2 separate regions of the Anser cygnoides genome follow, and region 2 is linked to region 1. The links are chromatin contacts, called in public Hi-C maps. All regions are on one chromosome and are shown on one strand. The core of a region is the stretch at or near the end of the contact, and the rest is flanking DNA. Distances in the headings are between cores, read along the strand shown.

Evidence for each region. A called contact is a pair of places that touch in the nucleus more often than the background predicts.
Region 2: a contact with region 1 is called in a Hi-C map of liver, with 3 times the contacts expected there. The contact joins the enhancer-like site here to the promoter of IRF8 in region 1. A contact is called at or near these places in 4 of 7 Hi-C or Micro-C datasets (granulosa cells and liver).

Annotation. Positions count from the first base shown.
Region 1 is chr12:2,848,652-2,856,194 of Taihu_goose_T2T_genome, reverse strand. IRF8 (interferon regulatory factor 8) reads right to left here and starts at 2,584. Exons shown (of 9, transcript XM_067004664.1): 1 at 2,490-2,584; 2 at 232-406. The coding sequence starts at 405. LOC106049255 (dual specificity protein phosphatase 22-A-like) reads right to left here. Exons shown (of 10, transcript XM_067004661.1): 8 at 5,879-6,153; 9 at 5,314-5,539; 10 at 4,286-4,468. The coding sequence ends at 5,359.
Region 2 is chr12:3,090,021-3,097,563 of Taihu_goose_T2T_genome, reverse strand. It overlaps MTHFSD (methenyltetrahydrofolate synthetase domain containing), which reads left to right. Exons shown (of 10, transcript XM_048075141.2): 8 at 1-143; 9 at 2,634-2,673; 10 at 3,993-7,543. The coding sequence ends at 2,649. Among named protein-coding and RNA genes, the nearest start is that of FOXF1, 12 kb to the right of the region's middle. Within about 2 kb of position 2,528, at least 1 of the 3 cell types and tissues checked has open chromatin away from gene starts, as enhancers often do. A contact at or near this core is called in liver, where this site is marked.

The sequences.
Region 1 (7,543 bases), core at 1,335-3,834:
GCAGGAAACAAATCTAAACCCAGCGTTAACATTTGAATAAAGCAACGACCTCCCTCAAACGATCCCTGTGGGGGATCCTACACAGATCAAAGGCGCTGAGGCATCTCCTGCAAGGAGCAGAGCAGTGAAATACGAGGTCACCAAGGCCGTTTCCCTCCTGCAGGTGGGTCAGCAACAAAAACCAGCAGCCCGGAGCCACGGAGAAGAGGGGGGGGACCCGCCTGACCCTACCTTGAAGATGGAGGCATCCACCTCCTGGTTGTAGTCCTGCTTCCCGGCGTGCTTCCAGGGGATGCGGAACATGCTCTTCTCCTCGTTCTCCCAGATGAGCCCCGGGTAGAGCTCGCTGTCGATCTGCTCGATCAGCCACTGCCGCAGCCGCCGGCCGCCGTTGCGGTCGCACATCCTGGGCGAGAGGAGGGAGACCCGTCAGAAGGGGGGGGGGGGTCTGTCCGTCCCATGGGGACGTCTGTCTGTCCATCCGCACCACAAGCGCAGCCTCCCCACAGCCCCTGCCTGCTCTAACAGCAGCTGGGCTATCAAAACAGGTCTTAATTGCTGCATCTAATTAGGACGAGCAGTCCCGCACCTGAGCGGTGATTACCCTGGAGAGCCAGGGGACTGCGATATTTCCAAGCAGGAAAATAAAAAGGAAAAAAGCAATTTGGGTAACAGCAGCCCCGCTGTGCTCCAGTGTATGGCACACAGCTGGAACAGCGCTGCCCGAGGGGACACAGCTTCCAGCAGCTCCCCCGTGCCCATCTGTACCTAAAACCTCTCTTTTTGTGATGGAAAAGAGGCGATTTTAGAGGAATTCTCCTCAATTTGCTACAAACCCTTCCTCCAGCTTCCAAGCAAAGCCCCGAGCACAGCAGCGGGCTGGCTTGGCACCGTTACTCTTCTCTTTGGCTGCAGATGGGTCACATCCGAACCCCGCAGCTGGAAATTAAAGCCCTGGGCTGTGCCACCACCTAACCAAGGGACATTGCGCCAGGCTGGCAGCCCCCTCCACTACAGCTAGGGACAAAAAAAATAAAATAAAAAAAGAGGATGAAGGCATCAGCCAGCGTGAGAACAGCGAGCCCAGAGCCCCGCTAGCTGGGGACCGGCCACGGGTGCAGGTAGCAGCCGGGGTCACCACAGGGAGCGGGGGCCGCGCGACCACATCCTCTCGAAGCCAGGACCAGCAGCCGCACTGACGGACCCAGGGGGGGGTGAAGTGGCCTCGCTTCAGGTCACCCTTGCTACTCTCAGCTCATTTTTAGCAGAAAAACCTGGCCGAGCACCCGTGAGAAAGCTCTGGCAGCCCAGCACCGGACCCGTCCTGTCCGGGAGGGCTTGGGGGAGAAGACCTGGATGTTCCCAGCACAGGGACCTGGTCCCTGCTTCCCCAGGGGCTCACAGCAGCCAAATGCCACCACCTCCCGTCCCCTCTCCATCACGGCCACCCCACAAGGCACAGACATGCAGCTCAGCCCCTGCTTTTAGGGGGGGGGGGGGTGGGCACAGCAGAGCCACACACCCCAAAGCACCCTCAGGAGCCCATCCCTGGGGACACGAGGGGCACACACAGCCCCCCCCAGAGATGCTCGGTAGCACAGGGCTCTAAACTCAGCCCGTTTTCTAAAAACCCCGCTCCCAGCACCAGCAGAGGCCGGGCCCTGCCTCTCCTCCACACGAGGCTGCCCCAGCCCCTCGCCCCAAGCCGCCGCCACCTCGCTGCCCCCACCCAAACCCCACCTGCTCCAGCCAGCCCAGAGGGTTCTGCTGTGGAGCAACAGGGGCAGCGCTGCCCAGGAGCCCAGAACTGCTCAGCATCAGGCCTGGCGTCCAGCACCCCAAAACCTTCCATTCCAGCACCCCATAGCCCTATTTCCTGCCCCCCCAGCACCCTAAAACCCCCATAACCCCATTTCCTGCACCTCCTGTAGCCCTAAAACTCCCATCCCCACGCAGCCCCGTGACCCTAAAGGTCCCTTCCCCGTGCACCACCGTGACACTGAAACTCCCACCCCCCTGCACCCCACGACCCTAAAAGCCCCATCCCCTGCACTCCCCACAACCCTAAAGCTCCCATCCCCCTGCACCCCACGACCCTAAAGGCCCTATCTCCTAAGGCTCCCATCCCCATACACCCCCATGACCCTAAAACTCCCTTCCCCATGCACCTCCATGACCCTAAACCCTAAAACTTCCTTCCCCGTGCACCCCCACGATTCTAAAACTCCCATCCCCACGCAACCCTAAAACCCCCATCCCCGCGGACCCCCACAACCCTAAAACTCCAATCCCTTGCACCCCACGACCCTAAAACCCCCATCCCCGTGCGACCCTAAAACCCCCACCCCCTTACATCCCCGTAACCCTAAAACCCCCACACCCTCGTGCAACCCTAAGACCCCCCTCCCCTCGCACCCCCACGCCCCTAAAGCCCCCCAAACCGCCCGTTAAAGCCCCCATACGGCCCCACAAACGCCCCCGCCCCGTACCTGCCGCCGCCCCGCTCCGCGATACCCGCGGCGCGGCGCGCTGGCGCGCCCTTATAGCGCCCCGCAGGGCGCGCCCGCCGCCCGCCCCGCCCCCGCGCCTCGCAGCCAATGGGCGGCCGCGCCGCCTCGCCTCTCGCCCAATGGGGAGCCGCCGTCCCCCCCCGCCGCCCAATGAGGGGCCGCCCAGTGGGGGCGCGCGCGCGGCTCGCGCAGCTTTCTGTGAAGCGCGCGCCTTTCCGGGAAATCAGCGGGGCGGAGCGGGGCGGCGCCGGGAGGGGGAGCGGGGCTGTCGCGATCCCTGTCGCGATAGCGGGCGAGGTCACGATACCGGTCAAGGTCGCGGCTGCGGTCACGATCCCGGTTACGATCTCGGCCGCGATGGCGGTCCCGGCCGCGATCCCGCTCGCTATCGCGATCGCGGTCGCTGTCACGATCGCTGTCGCGATAGCGATCCCGGCCCCGGCGGGCCCCGCACCCAGCCGCCAGGCCCCGGCGGCTCCCGCAGCCTGCCCGCGGAGGGTTCGGGGTTTTCGGGGGGGGGGGAGGGGAATTACCAGCTCACGCTCGCATTTCTCGGAAAAAAAAAAAAAAAAAAAATTGGCCCTGGGGGGAGACAGAGGGATGGGGAACGTGGGCGGGGGGGGCGTGAAAATACGGGGCCAAGGCACAGGCCCCCGGTGTGTCCCCCCCCCCCCCCCGGCTTTAGGGGCAGCGTGGAAGCAATTGCAACGACACCCTGGGAGAATTACGGCAATGACCAACGGGGGCTGGCAAAACCGGCAGCGGGGCCGCGGCCACCGCTGGTGCTGCTGCCGTGGGCCAGGAGGGGAAAATGTGCCCGGGGTCACCTGGGTCCGGGGTCACCTGGGTCCGGGGTCACCTGGGTCCGGGGTCACCTCCGGGGTCACCTGGGTCCGGGGTCACCTGGGTCCGGGGTCACCGGGGTCCGGGGTCACCTGTGTCCAGGGTCACCGGGGTCCGGGATCACCTGGGTCCGGGGTCACCTGGGTCCGGGGTCACCTGGGTCCGGGGTCACCTGGGTCCGGGGTCACCTGGGTCTGGGATCACCTGGGTCCGGGGTCACCTGGGTCTGGGGTCACCTGGGTCCGGGGTCACCTGGGAATTCACGGTCCCGGCACGTCCCGGGCGCAGGAGATGCTCTGCGGGCAGCAGCCGCTGCTGCGAAGCCGCCGTGGGCAATACCCCGCCGGGGGTTGCAGTTACTAGGGGCGTCCCCTGCGGTTCCCGAAGCTCGGGGCGATTTGGGGGAAACGCTGCGACCCCGGGATGTCCGTGGGATGGATGAGGAGCCGCGGGACGGGTGCTGAAAGGGCCGCACGCGGCGCCGGCTCGGAGGTTATCGCACCTACTGCACCTCTAATCTCTGCTTATCTCGTATCTCCGATGACTTCCTATTGACACCAGAAACCGACTTTCTTCTCGTTTTCCTGCGCCCCGGTTCCATTTTTCTGCTTCCTAAAATGCTATCTGAGGCGCTAAAGGCCATACCTACAAGGTTTGCTCAGCTTCCCACCAGCCCCCCCCCCCCCCCGTACGAACCGTGGCAGCTTTAGGATATCAGACAGCCAAACGAACCCTATCCTCCGTGTGAAAAAATGGGGGGGAAAAAAAAAAAAAAGAATTCTTCTCCCAGGAGCCCGCATGCTATGGCTGAGCAGCAGGTCTTTAAAAATTTTAATTTTTCTGGTGGTTTTCGTGGAGAAAATGGAAATCAGGTGCAGCGGTTGTGTCAATCCATCCCTCTGTTCCCAGCAGTAACGCACGGAGGCAGGAGCAGCCGTTCCTACGGTTTTAATCAGCCTCCCCTTTCGGACAGGCTTGGCATGTTGTCCCCGACTTTGTCACCCTCGGACACTCCAGTGCCCAGAATTTGTCATTAAGGGAATTCCCAGAAATATTTTAAATGCATTTTCTTTTTTTTTCTCAGAACAGATCGCAGAACAGATATTTTTTAGAAGCTAAGCAAAGTAATTATGGAAAAAAAAAATACAGAGGATGGCGTGGAAGATTTCAGTGTTTAGGGCTGCTGGGACAGAGAGCTTCTGTGTCGATGGACAGAGGGGGGGTGGCTGGAAATCCACAGCAAATAAAGGCCCGGGGCGAAAAGGACCCTGGAAAGGGTTTGATGCAGGGTGAGGCTCTCCCTCATGGAAAACAGGAAAAATTTAGCTCAGGAACAATTTATTCCTCCCATGCGTTGGGTCCGGTGGGCAAGAGGCAGAGCGGAGCAGCTCCAGCCCTGCACGGCCCCCACGTGGGGCTGCTCCCCTGGCCAAAAGCAGGCAAGGAGCCTGCGTTTTGGAAATGTGAATTATGGGTTCGGCCCGAGGCAAGGAAGGCACGACCAGCCTTCCAGAATTAAAAAGGCTGCTGGAGAGCACCAGCGCCCAACGTGGTGAGCAGTCGGCTTCTTCTGCAGCCGGGAACATCGGGGTCAGGCTGCAGGGGAAAGCGGGGCCGGGCAGGTCCAGCAGCCCCCCATTTCCCCCGGGGAGCTCGAGGAAATGCCGGACGGACCTCATCCAGCGGCGGGGCTGGAGCAGGAAAATCCAACCCAAGCAAAGGCAGCTTTTCCTTTTCCGGCACGGAGCCCGATGCTGTTTGCTGTGGGAGTTTTCCCCCGTCCCCGTGGGTTCAGCTCGGGGCAACGCCACCCATCCCTTAGGACCGAGCCACGCGGAGCCAGCAGCCAAAGGGGGGGGCTGCAAGTCCTGCTCCCCCCCAGCTCCAGCCCTTCGGCTGGGCTCACCGTGGTGCTGTGAACCCCCCCCAACCCCCCGCAGGCATCTGGCAAAGTGGATACCGAATTTTGCCAGCCACGGGGGCCAACGTTTGGCTGCTCATCTGCTCATCCGCCGGCTTCGGCCGGGGGGCAGCGGGGGGGTGGGCGCTGGGGGGGTGGTCCAGGAGCTCTCCCCGCGCCCCCCCCCCTGCGGCTCCCCCTGCTCCTGCAGGGCCAGCAGGCGCTGCAGCTCCTCCTGGTCCTTGAAGGGGTTCCTGCCGTAGTCCCGGCGGATCCAGGCGCGGTACTGCTGGGACAGAGCCAGGCGGGGTGCAGGGGTCACGGGGGGCTGTGCCGCCCCCCACCCCAGCGTGTTGCAAAGCCCTAAATCAAGGCAGGGCATCCCAACCAGGACACGGTCACGGCACCGGTCCCTGTTTTGCAGGAGCTGCCACGCCATGCAGCGTGCACACATCGTACGAGACCAAGCCCTACACGAACACCAGCCAGCCCCTCGGAGCACCCCAGGCCCACAGAGCTGGCAGCAGCCCCGTTTCTTTCCCCCCCCACCGTGCTTCAGCCTCCGGCAGCTTCATTCACTTTCCCTTGCCGGGAAGCTGCTCAGCTCCCCGTGGGGCTGAGTTACCAGAAAGCAAGCGTCCCCACGCTTTCTCCCCGCTGGGGCAGGCCGGTCTCGCGGCCCCAAACGCCGCGGGCAGGTCGGCTCTTGCAGGCTGTGCAGGGCTGTTTGCAGAGCGGTTTGCTCATCGCAGCCCTCCTCCAGTCCCCGCAGAGGCTCCGCTGGCGTCCGGGTGGCCCGGGGCCAGCTGGCACCCGGCGGAGATCCGGAGGCGGCTTCGGAGCAGGAGATGGCCCCGTGGAAAGGCTTCCCGACACCGCCGCGGCACGGAGCTGCGGGATCTGTGCCCAAAAGCGTGGGCAGGGAAGGGCAGCTCAGCTGGAGCCACCGTGCCTGCGGCCCCGGGCACGAGAACAGCTTCGGAGCCTGACAAAAGGAGCGGGGACGCAGCGAGCAGGCACCCAGCGAGCAGGGCGCACGGGGAGGAGCGGCCAGAGAGGGCTGGCTTGTGCCCAGCGGTGCGAAACGCTCCGCAAAGCGCACGGAGCCTGCAGGCAGGGATGGGAAAGCTGCAGGAGGAAAAGGGTGGAGCGTCCGGCCCCCGGCAGCACCCATGGGTGCCGCCAGCAGGGCCAGCACTCAATAGCTGGGAGCACTGGGACAGGCGTCAGCTTCAGGGAGGCAGGGGGCTGTTAAAACACCCCCGGTTTTGGGGGCCGGCAGTTCCCACGTGCCCCGGCCTCGATGCCTCCAGACAAGGTGCCCCCAAACAGCAGTGGGGCTCCGGCCTCCTGGGATCGGGGGAAAGACAGGAGAAAGCCTGAGAGCAACCCCGGTGGCTTGGCCGCTCCTGCAGCTGGGGAAAGTCAGCTCGGGCAGGGGGGATTTCCAGCGGGAATGTCTGGATTTCCCAAATCCGCTCACCCCTGCGGCGGGACTCACCGGCAGCTGCGCGCCGGGGGCAGGAAGCCCCGCTGCTGCTCGGGGTGGGGGCCAGCGCTGACTTCCTCGCTAGAAACCAGTGGCTGGGAACCTCGGCGCTTCCCAGGGTGGATGTCCCAGAGGCCGGACTGGATTCCTCCTCCTGGCCAGCTCCTGGAGCTGCCTGCTTGCTCTGCAGCCAGCTGGGGGCCACCGGGGCTGAGGCACCGCCGGGACAGCCACTGGGTGCCCACAGAGAGATCGTCGCGCCTTGCAGCCCGGGCTGTGGTGCACTGGTGAGGGGCACGCGTCCGTGCGCGGTGCTGGTGGTGACGAAGCACCCACAGGGGTGAAGGTCCCAGGGGGGAGCAGCCTGGCCACCGAGATTTGGCACCCAGCGGCCAGCTCGGAGGGACGGAGCCAGCAGGGCGCAGCGGGAAGCGCCCCGCTGTGCTGCCAGGTGCTGGCTTTCAGCACCCAGCCCCTCCGGCGCTGACCGCAAACCCGAAACCCACCATGCTCGGGGCCAGGAGCACCTGTCCCAGCCGGGAGGCAGCCCGGTGGTGGCACACGAGCACCTGGGGACACCCCGGGGCAGGGGGACAGGTCTGTGCCCTCTCTCCCGTCCACGCCGCTAAAATCCTGGCGCTTCCCCTTGCTAAAACCCAGCTGGGGCTGGACAATGAGATAGTTCCCAGCCTTGGCCACCCCGGATGAAGCCATCACAGGGAACGCAGCATTTTTTTTTTTTTTAAAAAAAAAGGCAGCCCTTGCAAAGCAAATGCCATTTTTTAAACCCCTCGGCTCACG
Region 2 (7,543 bases), core at 1,279-3,778, 240 kb before region 1:
AAACAGACAGGCAAGGATGTTACCCTCCAAGACGAACATCCAGACTTGGCAAACGCCAACAAGTCAGCAGCGTTAAATGAGAAGGCAAGGCCTGGAAATACAAGACCGCAGGCTGCAATGGGCTCGGCTCAAATGGGACAACAGTATGTTGAAAGTGATTCTTTAAGTCCCAGATTAGAGGGATCTGGCACGATTACTACTGTGTATGTGGGGAACATACCTCCCAGCGTAAGAGTGAGCGAGCTGAAATATGCTTTAAGGGAATTCCATGCAACTCCTTTAAAAGTGAATTGGCAGGGAGCGCAGCACAGGGCTTTTCTCGATTACAAGGATAAAGCAGCCGCAGAGAGTGCTGTATCCTCTTTGAAAGGCTTGAGCCTCGGGGGTAATACTTTGCGAGTTGAGCTGGCCAAGAATCAGAGAAACAAAGGGCAAGTAGAAATCAATAGTTAGAAATTAATTTGAATAGAGGGGAAAAAAAAAGGCATGTTTTTATTGTTTTGCAAGAAGCTGACCTAAGTTTTCAAGGTTATTAGTATAGGCTCTGATTTCTGCAGGCTAAACAACAAAGGCAAAGCCAGCTTTTGAAACAAATGAGGCATACATCTCACAGCTGACTTGCCTGCCCCATTCCTGCAGTTGTACGTGCAAAGTGCATTTGTCAAGATGGATGACAGAGGAGCCTTTTCTCTGAATGGTTGTCCACAAAGTACCCACGTTCTGTGCATTTGTTTTTCATTGGCCCTGGTTTGATTTGCTCTTCAGAGTGTACATCTGTTAGGCCTGGATCAAAAACCTACCCTTTGGTAGCTGCGCGCAGCCACATGGAGCGAGGTGGTTATGTTCTGTCATCTACAGATTGTACCTGCAGATTCGTGCTTGTGAGCTTTAAAGCCAGCTGCAGAAAATCTGTCTTAAAGGTTACAGCTATGTTTACTAAGAAACGGTGTTTGCCTGATGTGAGTTTTCAGCATATTTTTCGTAAAAATGGGGGAAGGGACCTTGGCCTATTTGTGCTCTTAAAGAACTGCTGTAAAAACACTGGCTCAGCCCCCATGTTCTAGTAATAACTATTAACATAAGGTGGAAGAGAAGGTAGCACCCTTCTCAGGTTTGTTTTGTTATTTCAGCCCTCTGTAAACTTTGTATGTTTTATTTCAGTCTGGGAGAGGAAACTTTCTCTCCCCTACTCCTCCCCAAAACACTTCAGGTGCCTTTTTGATGGATGTAGATAATTATAAAACAAATTATTTTCCTGATTGTCTTGTCTCTTATAATGTGGTGTGATTCCATTGCCTCTGGGAAATTACATTAATAGATAATCATTGTAGTGGAAATGAAAAGCAGACAAACCACAGTCAAAACTTGTTGATGATTAGTCCAGTTCTTTGAAAAGTTGCTGGAGATAGCGGCAAAGCCTGTTCTTACTGTGTCTTTGTCACCACCAGTGTGGTCTTCCTGCACCCACAGCAGCAGACAGTGATGAGCATTAGGGAGCAGCACTGACAAATTTTGTTTGCAGAAGTGCTATCAACTACTAGCTTAAAGTAAGTTTTTACACACACATGAACACTTACAGTGTAGAGGAGAATGATGATTTATGTGGTATGGCTTTTATTATATTTTTTCTTCAGTTCTTCATTCCTGAAAAACAAGCTGAATTTTGGCTGAACCATCCTTTCTAAACAGAAGCAGTTTTGCCATTGATGCTGGGCACATAGTCAAAGTAAGCATCCAAATGGATTTTTTTTTTTTAACATATAAGTTGGAAACTTTTTTTAGCCTGAGGGTACTGTTAAGTATATTTTAAGTACATTATTATGCCTCAAGGGTCAGACATTTCATACAGTATTAAATAAAAAATTCTGTTATCATGAGCTCTGCCCAGGAGGGACTCAAGGAAAGCATTGCTTCAACTTTCTGTAAGGTCAGCAAAGGAGAGGTTTCTGAAGAAGCAGGGCTGTGCTCTTAAATGCTCTCTTTTCCTCCAGCTCAAAATTATTTTCAGTGTCACTTAGTATGAATTCAGACATGAGCACTTCAGGGGCCTCTGCATCTTGTTTCGGTAGTTGTGTGCTTCAAGGATAGGAGTCAGGGGTTATGCTACTACTAAAACATACTCATTACATCATTGGCTTAGAAAGCAGGGGAAAGAAAATCAAAAAATAATTACACATCACTGCTTTCCCCTTCCAAATGATGGCGAGTTAAGCAACATGATCATGTGATGTTTTTTTCGACTCTCGCAATACTGCTTGCATTGGTGATGATGCCCAGGTGACCTCAGCAGTTAAAAAGCATTATTCTGCCAGGGAAAAGTTCAGTCGTCTGTAACTTCCCCTGTTATATTGCAGGTTGAACCAGCCTTCTCTGGTTTGTGGGAATTTCATCCTCTGCCTTATTTCTGTGTTTTTAATCTCTGAAGTTTCAGTGCAGATAAGAATAACCGCTGTTGATCTCATAGGGTTTTTTGGGAGGAAAATAATGGTTTTTTGCTTTCACTGAGGCAGAATGAGTCAAAAGAAATTTATAAGTGATAAATTATTTGTATTCATGTGTAAATACATACTTGAAGGTATTCCTAATATATTTTTTTATGCTAACCTTGGTCGTCTCTGTTTTTTGATTGCCAGAAACCACAACATATAGTTCCAGGTCAGCTGACCTCCAAAGGTAATGAAAAAGAGGCATTCATACCGGTTTTCTCTGTCTTCTCCTAGTAAAATCTTACATTATGCCAGGGGAGTTACGTTTGTGGTTCCATAGCCTGAGCTGTGCTAGATCTATATCCGTGTAGCCAATCTATGTAATTATCTTCCAGCCTGTCACTTTTTTCAGTCTTATGCTTTGTGAGGTCACATTTCACAGCAATACCTAATAACCTGTTACTTTTCCCAAAAGACAATTAACAGTCCAAACCACGCTGCTGGGAAGATATTAACTAGACAGAGATACATAACTGCAGTTAGGCTCTGAAAAGAAAAATAATTACTATACGCTTAAGATAATGGACAATTCATTAGCATTCCGAATGAACTGGAATAATGTTGACGCTGTGATAATATCCAATTTAAGTAGTCCTTTTTGATCCAGGTTGTTAAATGGCAAGGTCCTCTAGGCCTTGGCATCGTAAAGTCATTAAAGCTTGTTTTTAATTCAAGGTAGCAGCTGCTCCAGGTCAGAGTTTGGCAGCCCACTGCAAACCCATCTGTATCAGCAGCTTCAGCAAATCAGTAGTAACTAGTGTGGGTACAAGTTCACTTGTCATCTCTGCATCAAGAGCAACATCATGCAGGAACGAATTAGTACAGGCAGCTGCTGAAAATAGAACCTGAAGCTACAGAAGGCTCACCAGGGTTCAGAGCCTCTGCAGAGGGTTTAGTAGTAAGAGGTTATATGAAGGCAGAGCAGTAGTCATCAGAAATCAGGGGTGGCTTCCCCATACTCCTGCAGGTTTAGGGTGGGTGCTTTACTTTCACCAGGGTTTTCTGTTGGCAAATATGACTGAAGAACGTAACCTCTCCCTTTTCGAGATGAAAAATCATAACAAGTCCTAGCGCGTTTATGGATTGATATAGTATTCCCACAGTGAGAACCAGAAGTGATGTTGTAGGAACTTAAGTATTTACATTTTGAAAAGAAAAAAAAAAAAGCAGAATGACTTGCAGCAAAGCTGTTCTACAAGCTAACCTGTGAGATACACCACTGTATAGCTCATACTGTCTGAAATGCACTGTATATTAACACATTCAGTAGGAGTTTGACCTTGCACATGCTGAAGTCAATGTGATTTCTGTCTTGGCCAGCAAGAGAAGCAGTGACAAGGACGATGCCCTTACTGCCGCTTGGGAAGTTGCTCATCTTTAGCTAAGAGACATTTCAATGCAAGATGCTAAATTGCTGTTTAATTAAGTAATGCAAGACTGCCCAAGGCACACGCCTACACGGTTTTCTGGCATCTCTAGCTGTATGATGTGGATTTTTTCTTGCAGGCTGACCAATATTCTACTTGGGGAGACAGCAGATTTTGAAGAAAAAGTGAATGGGGCAGTTTGCATCTCTTAGATCTATTGTTTCAGGCTCTCTGCACGGTCAGGAAGACATCAGTTATACATGAGTCACTTCTGACTTTTCTCTGAATCCACAAAACTGAAATATAATGCTTTTTAGTGAATCCTTAGACTCTGATCTCATAATGAAACTCGAGGAACTGAAGCCTGCTTATGTTTCACTTTGGCCCAGATCAGGACTACGCAAGATATTTTAGCAACAATCAAACCACAAAGTCCGTGCCCTGAAGAATTTACAGTCTGAATTAATAAGCTTTAAAGATGCGAACTTTTACTAAAATAATAACTCTTCATTTTCTGCTGGTTGTACTTGTGGCCCTGGTGCTAGCACCTAGGATGAACTTGGCTATATATACATGGATAAGGTTTGTGCCTAATCTCAGGTGGATATTGGCCCCTACAGTCCCTCTTTATTGCTGTGACTGAAGCGCTAGTCTAGGACTGTAGAAGCCTCAGTGCTTCAACCCTGTTCTCTGTAATTGCCTTTTGGTGACCGCTCATGCCCAGAACAATGGAGAGAATGTACTTCTAAGCACTTAACCCCCAGTCTCCTTCTGTATGAATGGTGGGATATCCTTGCTTTTTACGACTCTCATGATAAAAACATTTACAATGAGAAAGAAGTGCCTGGGTGCTGAAGGAAAAAAAGAGGTCTGAAATGCCTGTGATAGATGTGCAGTCTGCATTTAATAGGAAATGAAGTGATCCCTAACACAGACTTGATTTTGGTTCACTTGCAGCAGCACAAGAGCCTGTGTTTCACTGCTGTGTGATGAGAAGAAAAGTTCAGCAGTACAATGGGAAATACTTTACTGAGCCAACTTTGTTCAGAAGTAATTAAAAATGAGGTCTTTCTATTCTCTGTGCAGCCTGATGTCCTCGCTTGTCATGTGGTTCGATGCATTCTTTCCAGCTCCTTTCATGGCACAAACAAGTTAGGATGTTGTTATTGCATGCCCCTCTTTTTAAGGGTTCAATGGGGAAAGATGCTGAACAGCTCCGGAGGCTGGTCAGCGTGAGCAAACCCAGCTCAACTTTCATGGCAGCTGAGAGGGTGCAGAGTCCGGCAGCGACCACCCTAGGTGTTACAGCGTGTGTGTATGAGCTTCCCAGAGTGCTTCTGCCCCCTCTGCTCATCTTCTGTCCCCACTTGTGGGAGAGATGCAAAGAGAAAACTGTATCGGATGAATGGAGCCTCCACCAGCTCCATTAGGCTGGAGAACATGGTCACTTTGGAGGGGATTTTCTTTTGTTGAATGATATTAGTCACAGCGTGGTGTGTGGCACAGAGCAGTGAGGCAACATTGTGATCTGCTAACAATAAAAACGAGGTGGCTAAATGCCACTCAGCACTGAAAACTATACAATCATGAGGGTTTTCCTTCAGACAGCTATGTCCATGCATTTCCTGGAACAAGGACAAGGCCACACAGCTTCAATCCACCAAAGACAACAGCGAGTAAACAAGCCATCTTGCTGTGTAGTCTCCTCTGAGTGACAAGAATCAGAGATTGTTTGTTTCCATGGAGAGAAAAAGGAAAAAAAAAGTCTCAACATCAGGGTGGGAATACAGCAAAGCCTGCTCCTGTGTCACAGCCAGGTCCCCATCCAGCCCTCCAGTGCCTCCATTCACATTTGTCCCTGGTTCCCTCCCAGAAAGCAGTCTTTAAGGACAGAGGACTTAGCTCATTATCATTGGAGACCAATAAAATATCTGGGGAAAGGGATGGTTAAATACTGGCTTCAAGTCATGTCTTTTTTTTTGTTTTAAATTTAATCGTCTTATAGTGCTCCAAAGGGAGAAACAAACGTTTTTAAGAAAATGCTTCCATTGAAAATCTAGCACTGGCTCTGCATTTTTCTCTATAACTGCAGCAAGGGTTGAGGAGGGGGAGGAAAAGCATGCGCTGGGATTTCTCTCATTCCGGTTCCTTAGAAGGAACAGCCCCATGCAGCAGTTCTGGCTCTGGAGGAAACATCTGTGACTGTGACCATGTTAGTCAGGGAAATGTACCCGTCTGTGAGGTAGGCTCTTGTGTATGAATGCCTCTATTTCCTCATTGCCATCTATTAAAGATTATCTCTCTACAAGAAAAGTGCACCATTTCCCATGTTTTTATGTATAATGTCTGCAATGCCTGCTGTAAACATCATGAAAAGTTTCTCTGCCCCTCCACTGACATAGGTAGAAAAGTCACTGCTTTTCATCTTACAAAGCACTGCAGAAATGTTTAGGGTCGTGTATCCTGCCATTGTTCTGGGCTGGGCATTTCACTGAAGTCACTGGGAGAAATGACTTCAGGATACGGACCTATCTAGTCAATCTTTATGGTGGCCCCAGTAACATCCACGTTTTACAGATGGAAAAATGAGGAAGGTGGAACTGGCTCCTGCTAGACCAGATGTGACTGGTAATTCCCAGCACTTGGGGAAACAACTGGCGGGACAGGTTAGAAACTCATCAGAAGCTCTCTCCCTCAAAAAATAAAACCAGCAGGGTGACCTTTTGACATTTCTATGTGACAGGTGGGCATCTTGTATCTTCCCAACGGAGCTGCAGCGTCGCAGCCACTCTGCCCCCTCACAGCCCTGCTGTGGTTGGGGATCGTGTGATCCTTTGGATCCTCCTGCTCCAGGAGAGCCTTCTAGTCAGTCAAAGCACTTAACTGCAAGCCTCTCTCCAGTCCAGGGACATAAATCACGGCTCTCTTATCCCATGAGACAAGATGGGGGACAGAAACTGAGCTCCTTTCCCTGAGACGTGCCTCCTCCAGAGGTCTAGCAAGTCAACTATGTTGTGGTCCACCCATCCCATGCAGAAACATGTGGGGCTAAAACGGGGCAATTTTTTTCTTTGAGGAATAAGGCAAACATTCAGGACTGTTAGATGAGAGGAAAAAAAGGCAGGGAAGGAAGTGAAACATTCATGAAAGGTTGCAAAAACCTCTGCATTTCCAGGCATTAGTGTATCCACTCCTGCCACTCCTTAGTATCTTTGAGCAATCCGTTAGAATAAAGTTAATCATTCAGACAAGAGTAATACTTAAAGTTTTTCCAGAGGGATATCGTGTTTTCAGAGTCTTTCCAGGCACTTGCACTGCTCAGATTCCAAAGTCTGGTGTTTCCACCTCTCTGAAGGAAGCGATTACTCAGGTAGTTGATCTGCAGCGTCTTTTCTTTACCACCGTATAGGAACACAATCGCTGTAACAAGTCCAGCTCCAAGTGAACTCTCGGTACTCTAAGTCCCTGCAAAACTTTCCAGGCTCTGACATACTGCTTTCTCAGGTGTGTTTGCTTATTTTTTCAGTAATTAGCCTGAAGCTGAGCTGAGCCACAGAACTGCACTTTCTGTACCATTCTGGGTCTTTCAACTCCCGCTGCCTCAAATAAAGAAATGACTATGTCCAGTCTCTAGTATTCATGTCACTGTAAGAAATACTGAAGTGAGGTGGCACTGCCAATGTCCACGCA